Regions from separate parts of the Mus musculus genome. Here all the other regions are linked to region 4. A link is a contact called in public ChIA-PET, HiChIP or PLAC-seq and Micro-C data. All regions are on one chromosome and are shown on one strand. Each heading gives the region's core, a stretch centred on a gene start, on an enhancer-like site or on the middle of the called end of the contact. The rest is flanking DNA. Distances are from core to core; before and after follow the strand shown.

Region 1 (2,835 bases), core at 160-2,659, 140 kb before region 4:
AACTGCTTTAACAAGTGTCAGGAGAAGGAGGTCTGGGGACTAGGAAGGGCAGAGGCATAGTCCTTACACCTTCAACTAATAGCTGCTTTCCCTCCTGGCAGCAGCCCGCAGCTGGTTGTGAGTGTAGGGGTGTCCCAGACCCCAGCACTGAGGCAAAACCCTGTGTGTACAGATCCAGGCTACGAGAGTTCAAATACACGGAGCCACCATGGACACCAGTCCCTCAAAGCTGTGTCCAGCCCCCACCGCCATCCTCCGGGCTAGGCTACAAGTCCAGGCCTGACTTGGTTCTGCCCCTACCTGGAGAGAGCTCGAGATACAGAGAGAGGGACACAGGCCCTGAGAAGCCCGGCCCTAGGCTTCGTTCGTTCCCTCTTGCTCTTTAAAAAACTAAGCCCTCAATCAGGGCCCCTGTTGGGGGGGGGGGGGGGGGCGGGTAGAGTAGGGGCTAAAGTGACACTGCCCCGAAGGCCTGCTGGGGCTAGAAAACAGACCCACATCAGCGCTCCAGCCTCCCTTCCCAGGCAGGAATAAAGACGTGACAGACAATGGAGAGGACCCGAGTGGGAAGGGAAGCCCTGTCGCCCACAATTGCCTTAACAAGTTCTCCGGAGAAGTGCGGGGAAGGCCCCAAATCCAGCCGCGTCCCGAGCGAGGCTCCTGGAGCAAGGAGCTGGGACTCGCCCCGAGGCGGGCGGCAGAACTGTAGGGGACAGGCGTCCCCCCACGCCTTTGGGTGCGCACACGCTCCGGGCTCACACTGTGGCTTCCAGACACCCGGGCCGGGTCCCAGCGCAGCCGCGAGCAGCGCGCACACCGGCGCGCCCTGGCTAAGGCCTGCGTGGAGCCCGGGGCTCGCGGGCTCTCGGGAGTCCAAAGGGCGCCCCGGATACGAGTCCCGGCGCAGGCCTTCCAAGCCCGCGGCTCTGGGCGCACACCCCGGCACACGGCGGGGCCAGGCCCGGGCACCCGGGACACTCCGGGCTTCCCAGCCTCCGGGTCGCGGGGGGGTGGGGTGGGTGGGCGGGGCTTCCCGGAGAGCGTCTCCCCCCTTCCCTCCAAAGTTCCCGGCACCCAGGTCCTGGGCTCCGGCGCGGGCTGGACAATAGCTCAGAACCCCTAGAGTGTCCCGGGTCCCCGCCATCCAGAAGCCACCCGAGCAGAGCAGTCACCTCTGCGCGCGAGGCCTCCGAGTTGCATTCCCCGGGCTTACCTGCTCCGAGCTCCGGGGGGCGCTCCGCCGGGCCGCTCCGCCGGGCCCGAGGGAGTAGTGAGGGGGGCCGGGAAGGGGGGTCGTGGGCAGGGGGATGGCCGGAATGTACGGAATGAGCCCGGCCGGAGCGGGAGGTGCTGGGCGCGGAGGAGGGAGCGAGCGGGACGGAAAGTTTGTGTTGAGGGAGCCGGGCGGGGGGTGGGGGCTGCGGGCGGGAGGGGCGGGACCGGTAGGCGGGGCCAACGGCGGGCGGGCCCACGGGTGGGCGGTGCTATTTGGGGGGAGTGATCTAAGGCGGGCCGGGGCCTGCTGTCTCTCTAACCACCCAGTCCCAAGAACGCCCGTAGCTGTGGATTCACACTCCCGCGCACCCCATTCCTCGCTCGTCGTCTCAGAGTTCCCACCTCCCCTACACAACCCCCTTGTGGGTACTCCGCTGAATCTAGAGGGATCAGGTCTGGGGCGGAGCCAAGAGGAGAGCTCTGCCCCCTAGGCTGAACTCCTTGGAGGTGTTTAGGGTCCTGGGGAGCCGCGTCCTCCGCATCCAAATGACCCGAGCGCGCACGGGGTCTCGGGCTCCCCACCCTTCTACTCGGGTCCCGGGCAGCCCAGGCCTCTGCAGCTCCCCTCCCGCCCAGAGCCCGCCCCCCACTCCGGGGCCTCAGACTTGGCTCCGCCCTGCCCGGACCCGGTTTGTCTGGTTCTCCCCGAGTGGCTTGTTTCTCGAATTTCTCCCTTTCTCCCTCTTCCTCTACCTCTAGGGCCCTCCCTCTCCTCCCTACTGGCGGAGAGTCGGGGGCCCGGACCCTGTGCGCTTGACGAGGTTCCATAGAACAGAAGGGGACGCGGGAGCGCGGGGCCAACGCAGGCACCTGAGTTTACACACATGAATCCAGAAACTACCGATGCGTTCAGCCTCGGACGTGACTTTATTGGGGATGTGGGTCCCTGGCTCTGCTTCACCATCGTCCCCTCCCCACCCCCTACAAACCCCCCAGCGCGGGGTCGGAGGGGCCTCGAACATCTGACTCCGGCTCTCTGACAGGAAGTGACTGGGGAGGAGGGGGCGAGGCAAGTACTTTTGGGCGACCAGATGTTCATCTCCATCCCCTCTGCCTCAGCCGGTGCCAGGCTGGGGGAGTGGAGGGGGGAAATGCCCGGAGGTCACGGAGAGGGGTGAGCCCTTCCATGGGAGCTGTGGGGGAGGGACCTTGCCACCCCCAACCGAATGCTTTCCCAGCGCTGAGGAGCTGTGGGGGGTCACTCGCAGGCCAGCTTCCCGTCGAAGCTGGAGAGGGCGATGGCGAAGGCCTGCAGAGCACACAGCGGGTACCGGTAGTCTAGGGTGAAGGCGTCCTCAGCCACGCGGCCGAACTGCAGCACTATATAGTCAGCTGTGAAGACAGACCGTGGGGTGACCTTGGACCCCATCTCGACAGGCAACCCCTCAACAAAACGAGGTCTTGCTCCTTGATGTGGAGTCATAGCCCCCATGCAGCTTCAGGCCACCTTCCCCGTTCTGGGTCATCCAATCAGCCCAACCCAGCCGCTACAGGGTCTGTCACACGGAGTCCGCAGGGCAGGGGCCCTGCGGGGTCTGTCACACGGAGTCCGCAGGGCAG
Region 2 (2,946 bases), core at 154-2,653, 160 kb before region 4:
GGACTACACTGAGGGCAAGGGTGGGCTTGGGACCCATAACTTTTGTTTTCATGCTGAGCCGGAGTCTTAGGCCTGCTAGAACTCTGAACTCTGTCTTCAGCTGCAGCAAAGGTTTGGACTGGGATCTGAGGGATGTCTAACCCACCATGGGCTGAAAAGACACAGGGTGCCTGCTGCAGACCTGTGTGACATCTGTATTTCCACAGCACCTCACTCAAAAAATATTTAGCACACAGCTGGGCACGGTGGCACACACCTTTAATCCTGGAACTCAGGAGATCGAGGCAGGCAGATCTCTAATTTCAAGGCCAGCCTGGTTTACAGAGCGAATTCCAAGAGAGTCGGGGCTATGCCAAGAAACAAAAATTTGCCAAACTGATGTGACTGAATTAGCCTGAGAAAGTTCATGACAGCATCCTCCTACCTTAGCCCTGCAGTGGGTGGGGAACTGAGGTTTCTGGGTGCTTCTGAGTCCCTGTTCCAGGGAGGCAAGGAGGTCAGTCCAGTGAGAAGGTCTGGCTTTTGAGAACAAGCTGAATCTGACTACAGAAGCAAGGGGAACAATGTCTAAGAGACAGACGTCAGCCGCTCACCATGTTGATGGCCTTTAGAGTGTGGATGGCACTTGCAGCTTCAACCTGCCTGCTCTGCTCTGACCCTGTGGGAACCTGCTTCATCCTGCCTGCTGTTTGCTGTGTGTGTGCTCAGGCGAGATGAGCTATTCGTAGGTCTGCTCCCTGGAAATGGTGGGTGCTGGCTACATCTGTGATTTGTTCCCAGAGAGGGTGACATGCCTCCAAATGAGTCACTCCAGATCTGGAGGCTCCCTGCAAACGCTCCTTGACCCGGCGCCTCTCTATTAACTGCGAAGACCGGGGTCAAGTAACAAGAACGACTTTGTTTGAAATGCCAACTAATTGAGACAGGACAGGGGCATTTGTCCAAAGTCCACCTTGCCCGGAGGCTGAATCAGGGGCGGTTTATACAGATGGCCAGGATAGACTGGTGGGCGCCTCCTCCCAGGTGGAGGCTTAGGCTTAAGCCAGGCACATCTGATCCTAATCTAGTCACAAGGCGCTTTCCCGTTCTGCAGATCTCAGCAAGGGTCATTTCCTCAAGCTATTCCTGTCATCCATGCCTCTGCCCACATGCGGTGGCCGGACCATTGCACAATGCACGGCTAGAGGGGGCGGCTGCCCAGTGGCTCTGCGGGGCTCATCACCAAATTAGGCGATGACGGAGACCGGTTCTGCCGGGGACTGGAAGTCATGGGGCAGGCAGAAGATAGAAAGCAGGGAGAAATCCAATCCCAGGGCCCGGCTTCAGCCCTTGTCCCAATGCAGGACTGCCTGCTGCTCCTAGAGCGGTTCTCACGGTGCAGCCGCGTGGTGGCGCCCCCCCAGCGGCCGCAAACTGCAGCGCCTCTCCGGCTTGGCTGAGCGCGGAACGTGCCCGTAACGGGCAACTCTCGCGAGAACGCGGGCTCTATTTGAGCGCATGCGCAAAGCGCTCTGCCTTCTTTCCGGTTTCCGCGGCAGCCGCAGCCATGAGGTAAGTTGTTATCGTGGCGCTATCCGCCGCCATCCGTGCACCCACACGCCCGCGGACGCCCCGCGGCCCGTCTCGGAGGCTCTCCCGGCGACTGCCCCGCGTCGCGAGCCTTTCCCCAGCGTGCCGTGGGCCTGTCATCGGGCCCGGGGTGCAGCATGGCCGGCCCCGAACGCCTTCGCTTCTCCCCAACAGCAGCAAAGTCTCACGCGACACCCTGTACGAGGCGGTGCGGGAAGTCCTGCACGGGAACCAGCGCAAGCGCCGCAAGTGAGCGCGGGCCTCCCTCCCGGGGCAGGGCGAGCATCCCCGGCCATGGCGACCCTGGCTCACAGCTCCCCTCTCGCTCAGGTTTCTGGAGACGGTGGAGCTGCAGATCAGCCTGAAGAACTACGACCCTCAGAAGGACAAACGTTTCTCGGGCACCGTCAGGTTGGCACCGCTCTAACCCCACCCAGCCCTCAGTGTTCCCGTGTGGCCTGGCCGCGCCCTAGGCGGGCACGGGGACACTGACGTGCCAGGGTAGTTCAGGAGCCCTGCTGCAGGCAGGCAGGCTGGACGGACCCCCACCCTGGGTCTTAAAACAAGAGGGGAGGCGTGGGGAGGCCTCGGCCGAGCCCGCCGCCTAGCCTGAGAAGCCAGGCTAGTGTTGCCCAGAGCTCCGGGTAAGGCTTGCCGCTCCCTGCCATGCGTTCAGATCTAGCGGGATGGCCAGCGCCGACCATGACCTGTTCTGTTTTCTCCCCTCCCAAACGCAGGCTCAAGTCCACCCCACGCCCCAAGTTCTCGGTGTGCGTTCTGGGGGACCAGCAGCACTGTGATGAAGCCAAGGCCGTGGATATCCCCCACATGGACATCGAGGCGCTCAAGAAGCTTAACAAAAACAAGAAGTTGGTCAAGAAGCTGGGTAGGTGGGGCTCACTAGGGCTGAACACAACCCATGACCCCCTGCCCAGGAGTGGCAGCACACATTGGGCTTCACAACCAGTTAGAAAATGCCCCACAGGCTGGTCTGATACTCCCCTCTCGCCAGTGTGTGCAGTTGACTCATAGCCAGCTATTGGTTTGGGTTTCAAGTCTTTTCAGTTAACAACCTATCGAGGGAGGGGTCACAAGTGTCTCCCACGTGTTAGCCTCCATGGTAGCCCCTGTCTCCGCATACATTTTGGGAATAGTTATCCACTGTGAGCTAGGCAGTTGTCATGCCTGCTTTTATAGATAGAAGGTTTCTCCATCTGTCTTAAGATTTGGAGTAATACTGAGTCTTACTGATGTTGCCAGCCTGGGGTCTAAGGTTATCCTCTAGAAGTGCTCAGGACTGTGCCCTGTCACTGAGCTGTGTTCTCAGGTGACATTATGGTTCCCAGGCCTGCTTGAGGCTTCTCAGATAGCTGGCCT
Region 3 (3,071 bases), core at 439-2,938, 140 kb after region 4:
CTCCACCCCGGTACAGTCGCGCAGCAGGGTGACCTAGGAAGACTTCTAATGTGTGGCAGAGCAGTGCAGACCCAGCTTGATAATACAAAACACCAAATAAATGGGAAAACACAGAAAACAGTTCCTCTGAAACAGAGTGCTAAGCAGAGAACTCTCTAAGTCCACCCGGAGGAACCTCTGCAACTAAATGTTAGTACAAGATCCTTCGTAAAGCTAACTTCTAAGCTCACAATGGCAGTGAGCCTGCAGTGGTGGCACATGCCCCTTAATCCCAGGATTCTCAGAGCCAAAAACAAGAGGATAAATTCAAGGCCAACCTGGTCTACATAGGGAGTTCCAGGTCAGCCAAGGCTATCTCAAAAAACAAAGACGTTGGTGGGAATGGTAGCAGCTAAGCTCACTTGAATAAGCCTCCACCCAGCGTTTCTATCAGACTGTGCCCTCTTTTGTGCACACACACCCCCAACACCACTAAACCACTATTACACATCAAATCGGGCAAGTGTAGCACTAGGCCCACCAAGCCGGAATCACCCAACCGGCACCAGCAATTTGACTCTGGACATTACTCCGACGTTACTGCTCTGAGGACCTGATAGTACGGCCCGCCGGTAATGCATAACTTAGCCGGCACACCGAGTGGACAGCAACGCCACAGAGTCTCCCAGACTTAGGAAGCAGAGTAATCAGGCGCGAGGAAGACTCCCGGCCGTCCTCCTCTACCCAAGCGAGCGTGTGGTTGGCAGGGCCAAGGGTAAACAGGGAAAATTCATTCAACAATTTCCCGATGGCGTAGCGTGCGGACAGACGTAGGAGGCAAGTTAAGACGCTGCGGAGCACGGAAGGAAGAGCAGAGTTCACAGACAGGCAGGTAATGATTGCCAGCTCCGGCTGCCGGGCCACACCTGGGCCTCCTCGATGGAGTTGGCGAGTGGTGCCGGGCAGGCTCCGGGTCTTTCCAGCAGACCCGAGCCTGGAGACCCAGCTACCTTCCACATGATTCCCGGAGGGCGAATCACACAGCGGCCCAGTAACCATGTGGCGGGGAGGGGTTGGGGGGGAACCGCCCGAAGCGCACAACCCGGTAGGGGGAGGAGGTCCCCGAGGAAACGCAAAGGGCGGGATGTTGGGGTACAAGACTCACTTCCTTTGGGCTTTGTCCTTCTTGGCCTTGGTCCTTTTCTTTCGGGCCTGGAGCGCGAGCACTGCGGGAGAGAGGGATGGATGAAGGGCCGATGTAAGTGGGAGGCGGGGAGCGGCGCGAGCACGCAGGGCGACCGGGCCTGAGGCTGCGGGCCGAGCGCGGGGCGGGCTGCTCGGGGTGCACAGCGGCTGCCAGGCCCGGCGCGCCCAAAGAGGCTCGGGCCGGCCATGAGGCCTCGCCGCCCCGGCCTGGGGGCTGCGGAGCGAGGGGCGGGGACGGCGGGCGCCGGAGGACGCCGCAGCCGAGGGGCGAGAGGCAAGAGTGACGCCGCTTCAGGGGGCCGCGACAGTGGCCAGAGAGGCGCCTGGCGCCCAGTCGGGGACCGCCGTGGCTCCTCGTGGCGGAGGCCGCTCCGCCGCTCACCTTTCCGCTCCATGGCGAGACCGGTAACCGCCAGGCGCCTGCGCACTCGAGTGACGCCGACTCGGGCTCCCGCCGCGGCCCAAATCCCAGCTCTTCCTCCCGGCGCGCGCCGGCCCCGCCTCCGGGCCCGCCCGACCACGCCCCACACGGCGTCGCGCGCCTGCGTGGTGAACACAGAGCCTACCACCTGCTCCGGGGTGTACGAGAGTGGAGGGCAAGGGACCGAGGGATCCTGAATGGGAAGCTGGTTTTAGTGTCCCGCCATAAAGCGCGCGGCTTGAAGTTCTTACCTCCTGAGGAAAGGCAGGGCTCCGCAGTCAGTCGGGATTTGCCTCAGTTTCCCCGGCCTGCAAAACTGCTTAACCCAAACATATCCCAGTTCCTGTCTGAGCTGTTGTAAGGGCCAATTAAGACATTAAAGAAAATGGGAAATTAAATTGTATGTGGATACACACAGAACAAAGGCTGGAAGGAGGGAACGTGTGCCTCTGTCCTCTTCTAAAGATAAAACCTTGGGCCAGCAGCCCATGCCTTTAATCCCAGCACTCCAGAAGCAGGTGTATCTTTATGAGTTCCAGGCCAGCAAGGCATATATAATGAGATCCTGACCCAAAATAAATCAATAAGAACTGGATGGGGGGGCGGTATGGGGGACTTTTGGGATAGCATTGGAAATGTAACTGAGGAAAATACGTAATAAAAAAATATTAAAAAAAAAAAAAAGAACTGGATCAGAAGCTGGGCAGTGGTGGTGCACGCCTTTAATCCCAGCACTTGGAAAGCAGAGGCAGGCAGATTTCTGAGTTCGAGGCCAGCCTGGTCTACAGAGTGAGTTCCAAGACAGCCAGGGCTACACAGAGACACCCTGTCTCGAAAAACCAAAAAAGAAAAAAGAAAAAAAGAAAAGAACTGGACCAGAAGACAGCTCAGCAAGTAAAGGTGCCTTAAGGACCTGAATTCAAATCCAAATAGGGCCAATTCCCACAGGTCTCTCTCTGACTTGCACACAGGACCCATGGCACATGCAACAACCCCTCACCCATAAGTAAGCTAAACAATTATTTTAAGTAAAAGCAAACACTTCTAAAGGGAATTTTCTAGCTGCAAGTTGAAAGCCTTAAAGGAAGGGTGTGAATGGGAATTCTGTTTTCTCCTTGAAGAACTCTCTTCATCGTAGGACTTACCGGGTGTTTCCATACTGTCAAGTGCATGATCTTATTAGATGCTGATGTCAACTTCAGGCCAAGGTAGTTATTATCCCCATTACAGAAAGATGAGAACGTGGAAAGGATTGTGTGCTCAGAATCTTGCTGTCCCAACCCAATGATTCAGGCATCAAAACTCCTATAGTAAAGTAGAATCAGCAGGCATTTATGAGAGAGATGGGGGAGGAACATGAGGCTCTCTAGACCCCAGTATTTCTTCCAAAACATAGACTGTGGGTACTGCTGTGGAGATTTATAGTAGGCACTGAAATTCGCAATTGGAATTGTATACTTTTCAT
Region 4 (2,970 bases), core at 340-2,839:
ATGAGGATCAGCTGGGAGAGTAACAGAAAACGGTTAAGTAAGATTTTTTTCCAAGTCATTTCTTGAATTGATTCAGACACCAAGAGGAAAAGCTATAATTTTTAACAACATATAAAGCTAACAGCAAGAAGTGGGGAGGAAAAGACAAAATGCTTAACCCAAACACACCTTAACTTTTCCCTTGTCCACAGCCCTAAGAAAATGGGATGACAATAGAAATAAACACTCTCTCCTTCCCCTAAAGGAAGCAAAGAAAGTGCCTATTCAACGCCCTGGTCCGCTGGAAAACACACTCCTGAAAGAAGAAGAAGGGAAAAAAAAAAAAAAAAAAATCCCCAAACCACCAGCTCCCAACTGCCGCATGCAGAATTTACTGAATGGCGGCCAAGCGCTGTACACCCTGTCCCGAGCCCCGCCGAGGGCTGTCCCAAGTTCTGCACGCTCTGCTTACGATCTGTACCTTCCAACGCTTTCGCCATGGCTGCAGACACCAATTATTTAAAAAATGAGGCGCAAGCGCTCCACCTGGCTCATCCACAGACGAAGATGAGGAGGAGGAAGATGGTCATAATGCAACGTGCTCCCTTAGATTCATCCCACACACACACACAAAATGCTGGGTTTGGAGTCAAGGACTATGGCCGGAACAGGAGTGGTGATGCCGCTGGGGCGAAGGGAATGAAGATTCCTAAAATAACTTTTATTTCCTTAGTATTATTGAGAGCGGGGGTGAGAGATGAGAATGTGTATCGGAGCCAGTGGTGTTTGTGCTGTGTACACAGGGAGGTCAGAGGACAACTCGCGGTTGGAGTCGGTTCCCCTACTACCATGTCGGTTCCCGGGATCGAACCCAGGTCGTCACGCTTGGCTGCAAGCGGCTGTACCCGCTCAGCCACCTCCGAGACAACTTTTAATTAGCCCTTCCTCCTCAGTACCTCCGAGACCCTCCGGTCACCTGCCTGCCCGGTGCGAGCCGGCTCGGGAGCGGCAGGTGAGGGCGGTGCCCGGCCGGCACGCCCATCGCGCGGCCCCGCGGACGCGGCGGAGCACTCCGTTATCCGCGGGGCTTGCAGGGCTCCGGAAGGCCAAGTTTCCTCCGCGTCCGGAGGGCGGCGTGGCGGAGCGACACGGGGCTCCCCGGACCTGTGGGCTGCGCGGGAAACAAAAGCCGCGCGCGGGCGAGCGAGCCGCCGCCGCCGCGCTGAGGGAGACGCTGGAGAAGAGCGCCGGCCGCTCCACCTCCCACGCGGGGCCCAGGCCTCCCGCGCGTCCCGTCCACGCCATCCCGGGGAAGCCGCGCGAGGGGCGGCAGAAGCGGGACCGCGAGCACGGGGCTGGCTCCGGGGTCCGCCGCGTGCGCGCGCCCCATTCCCGCGGCCATGGCGCCCGTACCTGTCGCCGCGTCCGCCGCCGCCGCGTCCCTCGCTCCGCGTCTCTCCGCCGCCGCGCGCGCCGCTCAGCCCGCCCAGCAGGCCGCCGCTCCGTCCGCACGCTCGGTCGCTCAGCCGCGCGCCGGACACCGCCGCCGGAGACTGGCAGCGCCCGCAAGCCGGCTAGTGCGCCGGGCAGCGCCCGCCGTCGTCCCGCCCCCGCCGGCCGCAGGACCCACCTCCCATAGGGCCACGGGGCTGCCAATCCGCCCCCAAAAGGCGCGCGGGCTGTCGCTCCGCCCGTCCCGATTGGTGGCCGTGCACTGCCTATGCAAATGAGGCTCCGCCCCGTTCGTTTGCATCTCCGCCTCTTCACCGCTGCCCACGTGTCTGGCCCTTGCCCTTTGTGGGGGCCGGAGAAGAGGGATGGAGGAAGCTGACTGACACCTCGCCTCGTCGTCCACTGCCTCCAGACTAAATACTGACCAGACAAGCGTCTGCCTTGCCTGTCTGTCCACCCAGCCTGCCCTTCACGAGCTGCAGAGGTCGGGCCATGCTGACCCCGGAAAATAACCTCCTGAACTTGAAGATGCTCCTTAGAGACTGGGAAAATGCGATGTAGCACCTAGCACCTCTCTCTCTGGACACCCAGTGGGCGTGAAGATGTCGCTTTCCCTTGAGGTTTCTGCCTCTCCAACACAGCAAGCAGCCCAGGTGATGAGGTCAAAAAGGAACCCAAAGGATGGCTGTTGAGCTAGGTCAGCTTCGAGATGGCACCCCCTCGCCACGTCTGGGTGACTCCTATAGACGCTCAGGAGCTGCACCTGGGGACTTGAACTCTAACTGTTCGGTTTTTAAGAAGATTCTTAGAAGAACGTTTATGATGAGTGTTTCGCCTGCTGGGTGTGTGTGTGTGTGTGTGTGTGTGTGTGTGTGTGTGTGTGTGTGTGTTTACTATGTGAGTGCAGTACCCAACAGAGGTCAGAAGAGGGCATCGAATCCCCTGTCACTGGAGTTGGAAGCATCCTGTGCTCTCCCAGCCTCTGGGAGAACAACCAGTGAGAGCAACTGCTCATAACAGCTAGGGAATCTCTCCAGACCCCCGGTTGGTTGGTTGGTTTGTTTGTTTGTTTGTTTGTTTTTTGAGGGGAGGAGAAACTATAAAAGTCCCAATTACCTATGGAATATTTTGTAGCCACAGGAAAATTCCATGTTTCCTGGTTCCATGTCTGCTTTTATTTTAGTTTTGGTTTTTTGTTTTGTTTTTTAAGATTTATTTATTTATTATTATATCTAAGTACACTGTAGCTATCTTCAGACACACCAGAAGAGGGCATCAGATCTCATTACAGATGGTTGTGAGCCACCATGTGTTTGCTGGGATTTGAACTCAGGACCTCTGGAAAAGCAGTCAGTGCTCTTACCCGCTGAGCCTTCTCTCCAGCCCCTAGTTTTGGTTTCTTTTGTCTTGTCTCACTTTAGAACTTATGAAGATACATGTCACCTTGTATGGTGATATATATCAATGTCCATATAACACATATGATATATATCAATGTCTATCACCCACATGGTGGTATGGTCATTCCTTCCCTATCCT

What was found. A called contact is a pair of places that touch in the nucleus more often than the background predicts. ChIA-PET counts read pairs in DNA pulled down with a chosen protein or histone mark. HiChIP or PLAC-seq counts read pairs in DNA pulled down with a chosen protein or histone mark.
Region 1: a Micro-C map of embryonic stem cells shows a contact between it and region 4, with 3 times the contacts expected there. The contact joins the promoter of Tead3 here to the promoter of Fkbp5 in region 4. A contact is called at or near these places in 5 of 39 promoter capture datasets (the 3T3-L1 cell line, cranial neural crest, hematopoietic stem and progenitor cells and 2 more), 2 of 484 Hi-C or Micro-C datasets (both in embryonic stem cells), 3 of 115 datasets of contacts at active chromatin or transcription factors (effector CD8 T cells and embryonic stem cells) and 3 of 9 other capture datasets (adipose tissue, liver and macrophages).
Region 2: a FOXA1 HiChIP or PLAC-seq map of pancreatic cancer cells shows a contact between it and region 4. The contact joins the promoter of Rpl10a here to the promoter of Fkbp5 in region 4. A contact is called at or near these places in 4 of 39 promoter capture datasets (the 3T3-L1 cell line, cranial neural crest, frontonasal cranial neural crest and 1 more), 1 of 15 datasets of contacts at CTCF or cohesin (the NIH/3T3 cell line), 1 of 484 Hi-C or Micro-C datasets (cerebral cortex), 5 of 115 datasets of contacts at active chromatin or transcription factors (the SCID.adh cell line, bone marrow-derived macrophages, effector CD8 T cells and 2 more) and 1 of 9 other capture datasets (adipose tissue).
Region 3: a contact with region 4 is called in an RNA polymerase II ChIA-PET map of effector CD8 T cells, with 32 read pairs. The contact joins the promoter of Srpk1 here to the promoter of Fkbp5 in region 4. A contact is called at or near these places in 1 of 484 Hi-C or Micro-C datasets (embryonic stem cells), 1 of 115 datasets of contacts at active chromatin or transcription factors (effector CD8 T cells) and 2 of 9 other capture datasets (liver and pancreatic islet).

Annotation. Positions count from the first base shown.
Region 1 is chr17:28,349,396-28,352,230 of GRCm38.p6, forward strand. Tead3 (TEA domain family member 3) reads right to left here and starts at 1,410. Exons shown (of 13, transcript NM_011566.4): 1 at 1,214-1,410. Tulp1 (tubby like protein 1) reads right to left here. Exons shown (of 15, transcript NM_021478.2): 15 at 2,120-2,607. The coding sequence ends at 2,474.
Region 2 is chr17:28,327,068-28,330,013 of GRCm38.p6, forward strand. It overlaps Rpl10a (ribosomal protein L10A), which reads left to right and starts at 1,404. Exons shown (of 6, transcript NM_011287.2): 1 at 1,404-1,551; 2 at 1,744-1,818; 3 at 1,900-1,980; 4 at 2,307-2,455. The coding sequence starts at 1,547.
Region 3 is chr17:28,620,833-28,623,903 of GRCm38.p6, forward strand. It overlaps Srpk1 (serine/arginine-rich protein specific kinase 1), which reads right to left and starts at 1,689. Exons shown (of 16, transcript NM_016795.4): 1 at 1,568-1,689; 2 at 1,145-1,205. The coding sequence starts at 1,580.
Region 4 is chr17:28,484,560-28,487,529 of GRCm38.p6, forward strand. It overlaps Fkbp5 (FK506 binding protein 5), which reads right to left and starts at 1,590. Exons shown (of 11, transcript NM_010220.4): 1 at 1,393-1,590.